2 separate regions of the Sus scrofa genome follow, and region 2 is linked to region 1. Evidence: chromatin contacts called from public HiChIP or PLAC-seq data. All regions are on one chromosome and are shown on one strand. Each heading gives the region's core, a stretch centred on a gene start, on an enhancer-like site or on the middle of the called end of the contact. The rest is flanking DNA. Distances are from core to core; before and after follow the strand shown. Region 1 holds the start of SPA17 (sperm surface protein Sp17). Region 2 holds the start of EI24 (etoposide-induced protein 2.4 homolog).

Evidence for each region. HiChIP or PLAC-seq counts read pairs in DNA pulled down with a chosen protein or histone mark.
Region 2: an H3K27ac HiChIP or PLAC-seq map of skeletal muscle shows a contact between it and region 1, with 6 times the contacts expected there. The contact joins the promoter of EI24 here to the promoter of SPA17 in region 1. A contact is called at or near these places in 1 of 5 promoter capture datasets (fetal skeletal muscle) and 1 of 2 datasets of contacts at active chromatin or transcription factors (skeletal muscle).

What each region holds. Positions count from the first base shown.
Region 1 is chr9:51,916,136-51,920,770 of Sscrofa11.1, reverse strand. It overlaps SPA17 (sperm surface protein Sp17), which reads right to left and starts at 1,855. Exons shown (of 5, transcript XM_003130022.3): 1 at 1,711-1,855; 2 at 458-638. The coding sequence starts at 611. It overlaps SIAE (sialate O-acetylesterase), which reads left to right and starts at 1,797. Exons shown (of 10, transcript XM_013979526.2): 1 at 1,797-2,041. The coding sequence starts at 1,975.
Region 2 is chr9:52,702,277-52,706,911 of Sscrofa11.1, reverse strand. EI24 (etoposide-induced protein 2.4 homolog) reads right to left here and starts at 2,352. Exons shown (of 12, transcript XR_002335716.1): 1 at 2,189-2,352.

The sequences.
Region 1 (4,635 bases), core at 606-3,105:
TACTCCCGTGAATACCAACTTATTTAATCTAAGGAGCACAGAATTATTATTTTTTGCAATACTTAATAATACTTTTTGAGTAAGAAGAGTCAAAATGTAAAGAAAACCACAAACTCCTCTTACGAAGAACAGACAGTCAACTGCCCAGGATGTAGGTGGACAGCATGCTGGAAAATGGAGAGCTGGGCTGAATGTTCTCCCGACCTCCCCTTCCACTGCATGTGTTCATGAGAAATACAGTGAAGAAAGTCTGTGATAAACTGGTAACCTTCCATAAGGTGGAATGTGACATAAGAGAATCTGCCAAAAAGGCACATGCTGTTTTAAAAAGCAATAACTGTTAAAGCTATCTGCCTCATAAAGGCTTTCTGTGTAATAGGAATGGTCTTAAGCAAGTTTTACCATAATCAAAGGCTTAGTCTCTTTTTTTCCAATGCCTATTTTAAAAAAAGCTTACTCTCTCTTTTCTCTAGAAGATTCTCAAAATATGCTGCTGCAAAAGCTGGTATATTGTCGGGTTGCTCCCTCAGAATCTCGCGTGTGAGCCCTTCAAGTAGATTCCCAAATCCTTGTGGAATTCGGTAGTGGGTGTTGGAGAATGGAATCGACATCTCCTTGGAAGGAACTGTCTATTGTACCTAGAGATTCGTTAAAGATACTGTTTTTAAATTTGTCTTATTTTACTTATATAACCACAACTATGACAAATTATTTCTGAGACCCCAAACTTCTGGACTTCAATCCTTTTTACCCCCAACCCAACCCAAGTCTATCCATTGCTTCCAAAGATTTTTGAAATTTTCCCTTATTAGACTGTTAACAGTCTAATTTAATAGGTAAATCATTTTTTAAAATTACAAAAATCACAGATTTTTCACTATAATAAGTATTTTTTCTCACTCTGTCTTTTGAAGACAGAGTAATTTCTGCTATCCCACGGGGATTTAGAGTGATTATTATAAATTCATCTTAAATTGCCGAAAAGGCCCTGTTAAGGGTCTAAAATTAAAAAACAAAAAAACTAGTCCTTGTTAAAACTAACTTGTCGAATAAGTTTCACACAGTCTTTCCCTTAGCTTTCACTTCTGCTGCATGACCTGCAATGCCTCGTCGAAGCATCTGTATACTCTGGAAGGGGCAACGGGGCGGGGGTGCTGGGGGCAAGGTCATGATTTTGCAATTCCAGTCTTCAATGTTTGGGGAGTCTTATATTTTCTGGATTCATCTTGAACAGGTTTCTTTTCCTATCTTGGAATACCAGAGCTAGGTAAGAATAGCTGCTAGGCAGCATGTTGGGCTACTCAGTGTTCAAATAACACTCAGAGACCTGGCTTGTTTGTGTCAACGCTGCCGAGTAAGGTAGGGTCGGGGTCTAGGTTGGGACTACGTGGTTTAGTGAGGCCCAATCTGTAAAGATTTTTTCCCTTTCTCTTTTTGAGGGAACAGGAGATGGGGTATTAAATCATTCTAAGGTGAAAAGGTAGAGACCCTCAACCAAGGTGGGGCGAGGAGAGGGGTCGCAGGGGGAACACAGGTCTAGTCTGAGGCGCGACGTCGAGGATCTGGGATTTCACACTAGCAGAATGGGCTGCTTGGGGGCCAGTTTTCCCTAAGTTTCCCAGAATGCGGCGGGGACCCTGAGAGAATAAGAGAGGCGAAGGGGAAAGCGACGTCTCGATTTCGGAGAGGAAATGGGGTAAACCGCCTCACCTCTTCAATCGCTCTGAGCTGGAGCTGAAAGTTCCGGTTGTTTTTTCTCGTTGCCGGGAAACCGTTCCCCCTCAAACCATTCAACTACGGCGGCCGAGGAGAGCAAGGGCCAGCCCGGCGGCCGCGGACGGCTTCGCGGAATTAATGACCTGAGAAGGGCGGAGTCTGACCTTATCGGCCCTGCGCAGGCCCCGCCCACAAGGCTCCACCTCTGCTGGCGTCCGCACCGCCCCGGCGGCGCAGGGGTGCGCCCTCCTCGCAAACATGGTCGCTCTGGGGTTTGTGTTTGGGTTGGTGCTGTCGTTACTCTTGCCGGCCGACGCAAGTGCAGGTGAGGCGGCCGGGCTCGGCTCGGGCCGACCCCTGTCCGCCCGTCCGCCTATGCGGACTCTGAGTTACTCCGTAGGACGGCCCCCGAGTCCCCTTCTGTAGGTCTGGGACGGAACCCCGGGCCGAAGCCTGGTTCTCCTTGCAAGGCCTAGGCTGCCCCGGCCCGTCCTCTTTCTCCACTCCCTTCCACTGCCTTTATGATGCAGGGAGTGGGAGAGTTGGGTTTATCTAAGCGAGGGAAAGCCCAAATGTGCTCAGACCGAGGCCCTTAGTGTCTCTGAATAATTGCAGGGGAACTCGAAGGGGAGGGGGCGAAGCTAGTTAGATAATATTTGGAAACTGATGACTCAGTCATCCCAAACATTTCAGTGCTGCCCCCTCAGTGGCACCCTTGGGGAGGGTTTCCTTCAGGCTGGGTTCCTTGGGGGAATTAAATTTTACTAGTTTTAAGTGGTGATTAGGGCTAAGAAATACAACCCCCTCACTAGCTCAGAATATTTAAGACTCAGCTTTGATTCCTGCTGCAGCTCGCAGATATTGGTGGTGGGATAATATGCGTGGCATTGAGGAGGAGGGTGACTCACTTTGACTATTGTTCAGGTCATATATTGTTTCGTTTGAATACCCCGGGCTGGACGCTGGGTCACAGCCATGGAGAAACCAGAAGAGGGACCTTGTCCAGAAATGCAAGTAAAGGGATAATGCTGGATTTTTTTTTTTTTTCCCCCTTCTTTATCCGACCACTCAAATAGTGGACCCCAAAGGTCCCTGTTAAGAAAGGAAAGTTGAGGAGTTCCCGTCGTGGCTCAGTGGTTAACGAATCCGACTAGGAACCGTGAGGTTGCGGGTTTGATCCCTGCCCTTGCTCAGTGGGTTAAGGATCCAGCGTTGCCGTGAGCTGTGGTGTAGGTTGCAGACGTGGCTCGGATCCAGCGTTGCTGTGGCTCTGGCGTAGGCCGGTGGCTACAGCTCCGATTGGACCCCTAACCTGGAATCTACATATGCCACGGGAGCGGCCCAAGAAATGGCAAAAAGACCAAAAAAAAAAAAAAAAAAAAAAAAAAAAGTTGAGGTGGGAGAACAGAGTCAAGAAAAATGACTGCAGCTCTGCCTAAGAACCCACACAGTGCCCAGATGCAGACAAACTGCAGCCCATAAATGGTTCTTCAGGGTTTATCAAAAGTGTAAACTAGCAGCACTCTGTGTATCATTTCCTGACTTTTGTCCCCACTTGGTGAGTTTTGAGTCCAGTATATTAGGTGGGGAAAAGGAAAAGAAGAGAGCAGGATTGTTATTTTATAGTTTTTCTGTTAAAGGCTGTTAACTTTAATATTACTATTTTATCATTGCCTTTGGGTCATATTGTTACATCACCTTCATTAACAATAACTTGATTTTTCATTCGTTAAAGATTTAAATTTTCTTTCTTTTTTATTTGGTTGCATATCCTGACTTCTTTCCTTCAAATCATTCCCCCTGCACCCATGTTTATCACCTATTTTTTTCCAGCCACAGCTGCAGCATATGGAAGTTCCTGGGCCAGGGCTTGAATCAGAGCTGCAGCTGTGACCTATACCATAGACAGGAATGCCTATCACTTAATATTTGAAATGTACAAAAATATGTAGCAATGAAATAATAAAATGAACACCCAGGGAAGTTCTACCCAATTAAGAACTAGAATGTTGCCAGTTTTTTTTTTTTTTTTTTTTTTTGTCTTTTGTCTTTTGTTGTTGTTGTTGTTGCTATTTCTTGAATGTTGCCAGTTTTATTGAGACTCCATGGATATTCCTCTCCAGTGCATCTAACAGTTCCTCACCAGGGATAACTGCTGTCCTAATTTTGTCAGTCTACTTTTAATGACCACTTTTAACTTCCCAGAACACGAATTTCTCTTTTTCTAGTCCAACACGCAAATGAAGGAAAAAAATTAAAGACTTAAAAAAATTTCAGCTGTTGGAGTTCTCATCGTGGCGCAGTGGAAATGACTCCAATAGGAACCATGAGGTTGGGGGTTCCATCTCTGGCCTTGCTCAGTGGGTTCTGGCATTGCTGTGAGCTGTGACGTAGGCCAGCGGCTGTAGCTCTGATTTGACCCCTAGCCTGGGAACCTCCATATGCCATGCGTGTGGCCTTAGTTTAAAAAAAAGCAAAGCAAAAAAAAAAAAAAAATCAAATATTAAATGTCTTGTAGTTGACAAAAACAATTACTAGTCCTGCCTCCTTTCTTGTTCTCGGGTTTGGCCATTGCTCAATTCCTCCGTAATGTTCCACTGTCTATGCTTATCAGCTTGGAATGTGAGCTTTATAAGGACAGGGAATATGACTTTTCTTTGATTTATCACCAGCCTCTAATGGTGGCAGAGTAGAAATTGCAGTAACTTTGGAATCAGGTGGTTTGGCTTCTTGTCTGGTCCTAAACTACCCCTATGTGATTTGAGGCCAAAGAAGTTTAACATCTGTAATGTGTTTAGCACTGTGCTTGCCATAAGTAAGCTCCCCAGTAGAATGTAAGCTCCCTGCTGGCAAGGAGTTTTGTCTGCTTTTTCCCCCTTTCTTTAATGCTTAAAATTGTGCCTCGTACATAGTAGGCAT
Region 2 (4,635 bases), core at 1,103-3,602, 790 kb before region 1:
GAGATTTTGAGATGGGTGATAATTACACTTCAACATCCTCTTAAGCAATATTTATTACTTGAATGCAAATGCAAGAACAAGATGAAAGTTCTAACAAAAATTACTAAATATGTACTTCACACACAGGCTTTTCAGAATCCATGTAAATTTAACGTATGATATGAAATTTCTCCCAAAGACCCATAAATATGCCTTTCTTGTTTTCCAACTTTAAATATATACATACATGCACAATTTTAACAAGCAGGCAAAAAATAATTAATTTTAAACCAGACCAAAAAGTGAAGTTCACATGTATAAATATTCTTTAACTACAGCCTTCCCATTTTATTTATTTCTTAGGTGAGCTAGAAATCTAGCTTCATAAAATAACTTGAAAGTTCACATGTATATATATTCTGAAAACACTATTCTTAAAACACTATGTGTTTAAGGTGAATGGAAAAAACCAATATCAAAAATTTAATTAAGAACTTGGGATTCTAAAATTTTCAAACCTGACTAAACCAATCTAGGGTATCTTCAATTAAAAAAATAGACCCTAATGACAATTTCACAGGCAGCTTAAATAAACCTCAAATTTCAAAACATAATCACAGTTTCCCTGATGACCACTTCACCAACTGTACTTTACTGACCCAACTGGACTACTGCCACCCAGAACAGGAAGATCAGGGGATATAGTAGTAAGAAGGCCATTTGCACAACACTGTACATATACCATCTACTCCTTGGGTCAAGTCCTACACAGATTCACTCACTCAGGCAGAGAGGTCTCTAAGGGTAAGAAACTTTTGTTAATGTTTCCACTTAAAAACAAAAAGGCCTGAGTGATAAAACTCACTGCCAGGTGAATAGCTAAGGCTCAATTATGACACTAGTTTCTAAAGATTATCAGGGATTCTAAAGATTATCAGGGATTCATTCTTTTCCAGCTGCTTCCTCATCTGTAAATTAAAGGTATTAAAAATTCTTCATGGGTTTTGAGTATAAAGCTCAATAACGTGAAAATAAAAACTTAACTTCTATAGAAACATAATCCCACTACAGAATGAGCTAGTTTGGGAGTTTAAGGAAGCCAGTTACTTAGTCTGGATTTCTCACAGGGCACTGACAGTTTGAGAAACGATGGTCCTAATCCAAGGAGAATAGCTGTGTTATCTGAACCATGGCCATTAACACCTGGCTTCTGCAAAGTACCAAGTGGAAGGTTACCTACTGACAACTGTGGCCTTTGAAGGACAAGTCACTTCGATTTTATGTGAAGATTCTAGCAGCCTTCCTACAGAAATATTTGGTCAATGATCCGGTTTGACAAAAAGCTGAGGCATGGAGAAAAGCAACCTGCCACAATTTGAGACCAGACAAGGAGGGAACCATCCAACTACGGTGGAAGGAAACCAGATGCGCTTGGTCCACATCGTTTTACAGAGGGAGGAACCGAGCCTCTGAAGTTAAATGGCTTGCCCAAGATGACAACACGTCAAAGGCTACAGCGAACGTCAAACCCTCGGCGTTCTAACCCCTCAATCCGGTCATTTTACTCAAGCTCTGCAATGAGGATTTTTGTTTAACTCGAGCATCCCTTGGACAAAAATGTCTCTTAAGCCTGTACATGAGGCTGGCCGCTAAATTCCTACAACAGTCATGAGAACTTATTAAGCATCTACTGAGGAACAGCCCTGTACTTTCATTTCTAAGTCGCTAAACCCAAGCGCGGAAAGCAAGAGGCTGTCAGATCCCTACTGCAGGTGCACTAAAGGTAAGCATCTTCACTTCCCACCAGGCTCCCGGGACTGCTAAGAGCCCAGGGGTCCCCATGGTCCCTTCAGACCGGTCTTCCCCCGCAGCTACTTGGCAATTCCAACTGGAAGCTGGGCTCCCTCCGCAGCCACAGTCGTGCACGAGGCGCGGGGCACGCTCATCTCCCATCATACGGGAGCTAAAGATAGCCGCGCCGCACCTGGGAAGAGGCTTGCCTATGGCTGCGGGCTGTGTCCCGCGCCCCGGCCCTACCCAGACGCCGCAGCAAGGTTCCCTCCAAGGGTCTTCTCCCGAAGTCCCTGTCCGCACCTCTCGGCCCCATACCCGGGCCCTGCTGCCCTCACACGCCCTCACTACCCCCTGCCACCCCTACTACGCATAGAATGAGCGGCGCCAGGGCCTGGCTCCGCCGAGCTGCACTTACCCCGCAGCTTCGCCGCCACGGCTCTGGCTCTGTTCCTCGCCCTCCGCAGGCCCACTCCGCTTCTCCGCGCCTCTCGGCGCCCAGCCGCCAGCTCCCGCCCGGGCGCTCCCAGGGCCGGGGCCGCTGTGCCCGCACTGGGCATGCCCGGGCCGCACGGGGCCGCTGGGAAGTCGGGAGGGAGCCGAGTCCAGCAGCCTGGGCGAAGGGGGCGGGGCCTCGAGGGCGACGGAGCCTGGGAAATGCAGTCCTTTCACCGTGCCCGCCAGATCCGCGCCGCTTCCTGGGAGGCAGTTCACCCGCCGAGGTGGGATGCCATCCTTTCTGATAGCATGTCTTGTGCTTTGCCCTCTCCCATATATTCCCCAGGGCTGCTTGTTCTTCTCTTTTGAAGTCTAACCACGGAACAATATAATGCAGAAGTCATCTTGGTCTTTTTTCTTGGAGATTTATTAAAGTAACCAAAGGGTAGTAAGCCATCAGGTGTTTAAATCAAGCTCACTGAATGAATAAGAATACAGTGATTAAGAATAGGTCAAGCCGCCATGCCCTCGGCTACATAAGGCATGTACTCTGACAGCAAAGTGTTGACTGAGTTAACAAGGGTAAAGCAAAGAGAAATAAAACTGTTTTCCATCTCTATTCCCACCAGGCCGTCTCTACCCCAGGGACAGCAATTTCTTGATACTGAACCATCAAGTCTCACATATAAACTTTTTCTCCCCTGTTCCCAGCTTTCTGTATCTCACTCCCCATTTCTTCTTTCCACTTCTATTTTCCTTCACCTCTAGCTGTGCTTAGACTTGCTACCCCTAGGGCCACTTAAAGAATCCGGTTTTTACAGCTATTTAGTATAGTCTTACATAATGTAAGCTCAGATGTGAACTAATTTACTCAAAGTCAGTGGCAGAACAAATACTCAGGCATCCTAACTCTCTTCTCCCTGGGAAAAGATCTATGAATATCCACTCAATTTTCCTTTTGTTATAAGTCTATTGCTTGATTTACACAATGACTAAAGTCATTACAAAGAGGAGACATTCCTAAACTTCTTTTTGGCCCCATATTGAGGCAGAATATTAACTCAGGTAGTCGGTGTAGGAGCATGGGCTTCGATGCATTCTTTGATATGGCCACTGATTAACATTTGTGGCTTAAGGGCTCCAGGGAGTTAACATCTCCACACACCTTGTTTTATTATAAGAAATGCGCATTCCCCACAGATTTTGCTATAGAAAATGTGAGTCTCAGCCCACTCTTCAACTGATAAAAAAGGAATGACGAATGGTGAAGGAAAAGGACAAAAAAAAAGCCCATGGAACTTTCTGGACTTTTCCAACCTCAAAAGCCCTATCGGACAAAGACTGATATAGGTAATTCGAACAAGGCCAATGGGAGAAAACCACATCTTTCTGGAGCCCACTTTGGTGCCCCTCCCCACCTTTAACAGATAAAATCCCTATAGGACAATAGAGAAAGAGGGCTTTTCTCCCCTCTCCCAGCTGTCCTGGAGGCTATTTGCTTTTCTGTTTTCTCTTTTTTGTTTTGTCTTTTTGCCATTTCTTGGGCCTCTCCCCCGGCTCATGGAGGTTCCCAGGCTAGGGGTTGAATCGGAGCTGTAGCCGCCAGCCTACACCAGAGCCACAGCAACTCGGGATCCTAGCTGCGTATGCAACCTATACCACAGCTCACGGCAATGCCGGATCCTTAACCCACTGAGCAAGGCCAGGGATCAAACCCACAACCTCGTAGTTCCTAGTTGGATTTGTTAACCACTGAGCCACGACGGGAACTCCTATTTGCTTTTCTTTAATAAAGACCTTGCTTGCTTGCTGCCTGTGTGTTCAGGAGTTCACTCTTCCACTGCTATGAACAAGATCCCGGATTCTGATATCATCTTTCCAGTATCAATATGAGGAAATATATATTCGACTGTTTATTATAAGGAACTACATAGAAGAAATTTTTCCTTCTTTCTTTCTTTTTTTTTCTTTTTTTTCTTTTTTTTTTTTTTTGCTTTTTAGGGCCGCACCTGCAGCATATGGAGGTTACCAGGCTAGGGGTTGAATCGGAGCTCTAGCTGCAGGCCTACACCACAGCAACAGCAACACAGGGTCCAAATTGCATCCAGCAACCTACACCACAGCTCATGGCAATGCCAGATCCTTCACCCACGGAGCAAGGCCAGTGATCGAACCCCCAACCTCATGGTTCCTAGTCAGATTCGTTTCTGCTCTGCCACAGCGTGAACTCCAACACATGTACAGCCCTAAAGAGAAAAAAGGGAAAAAAATCCACCCAGGTTTGCCAGATTCCCAGAACCATCCATGCCTTTTTCTTTACCACTACCTTCCCTTATGGTTCAAAGCCTCCCATTGAAATTGAGGCTTTGAATTATCACCATTAAAGTAGCACTCCTGGGGGTTGCCGTTGCGGTGTAGCAGAAAGGA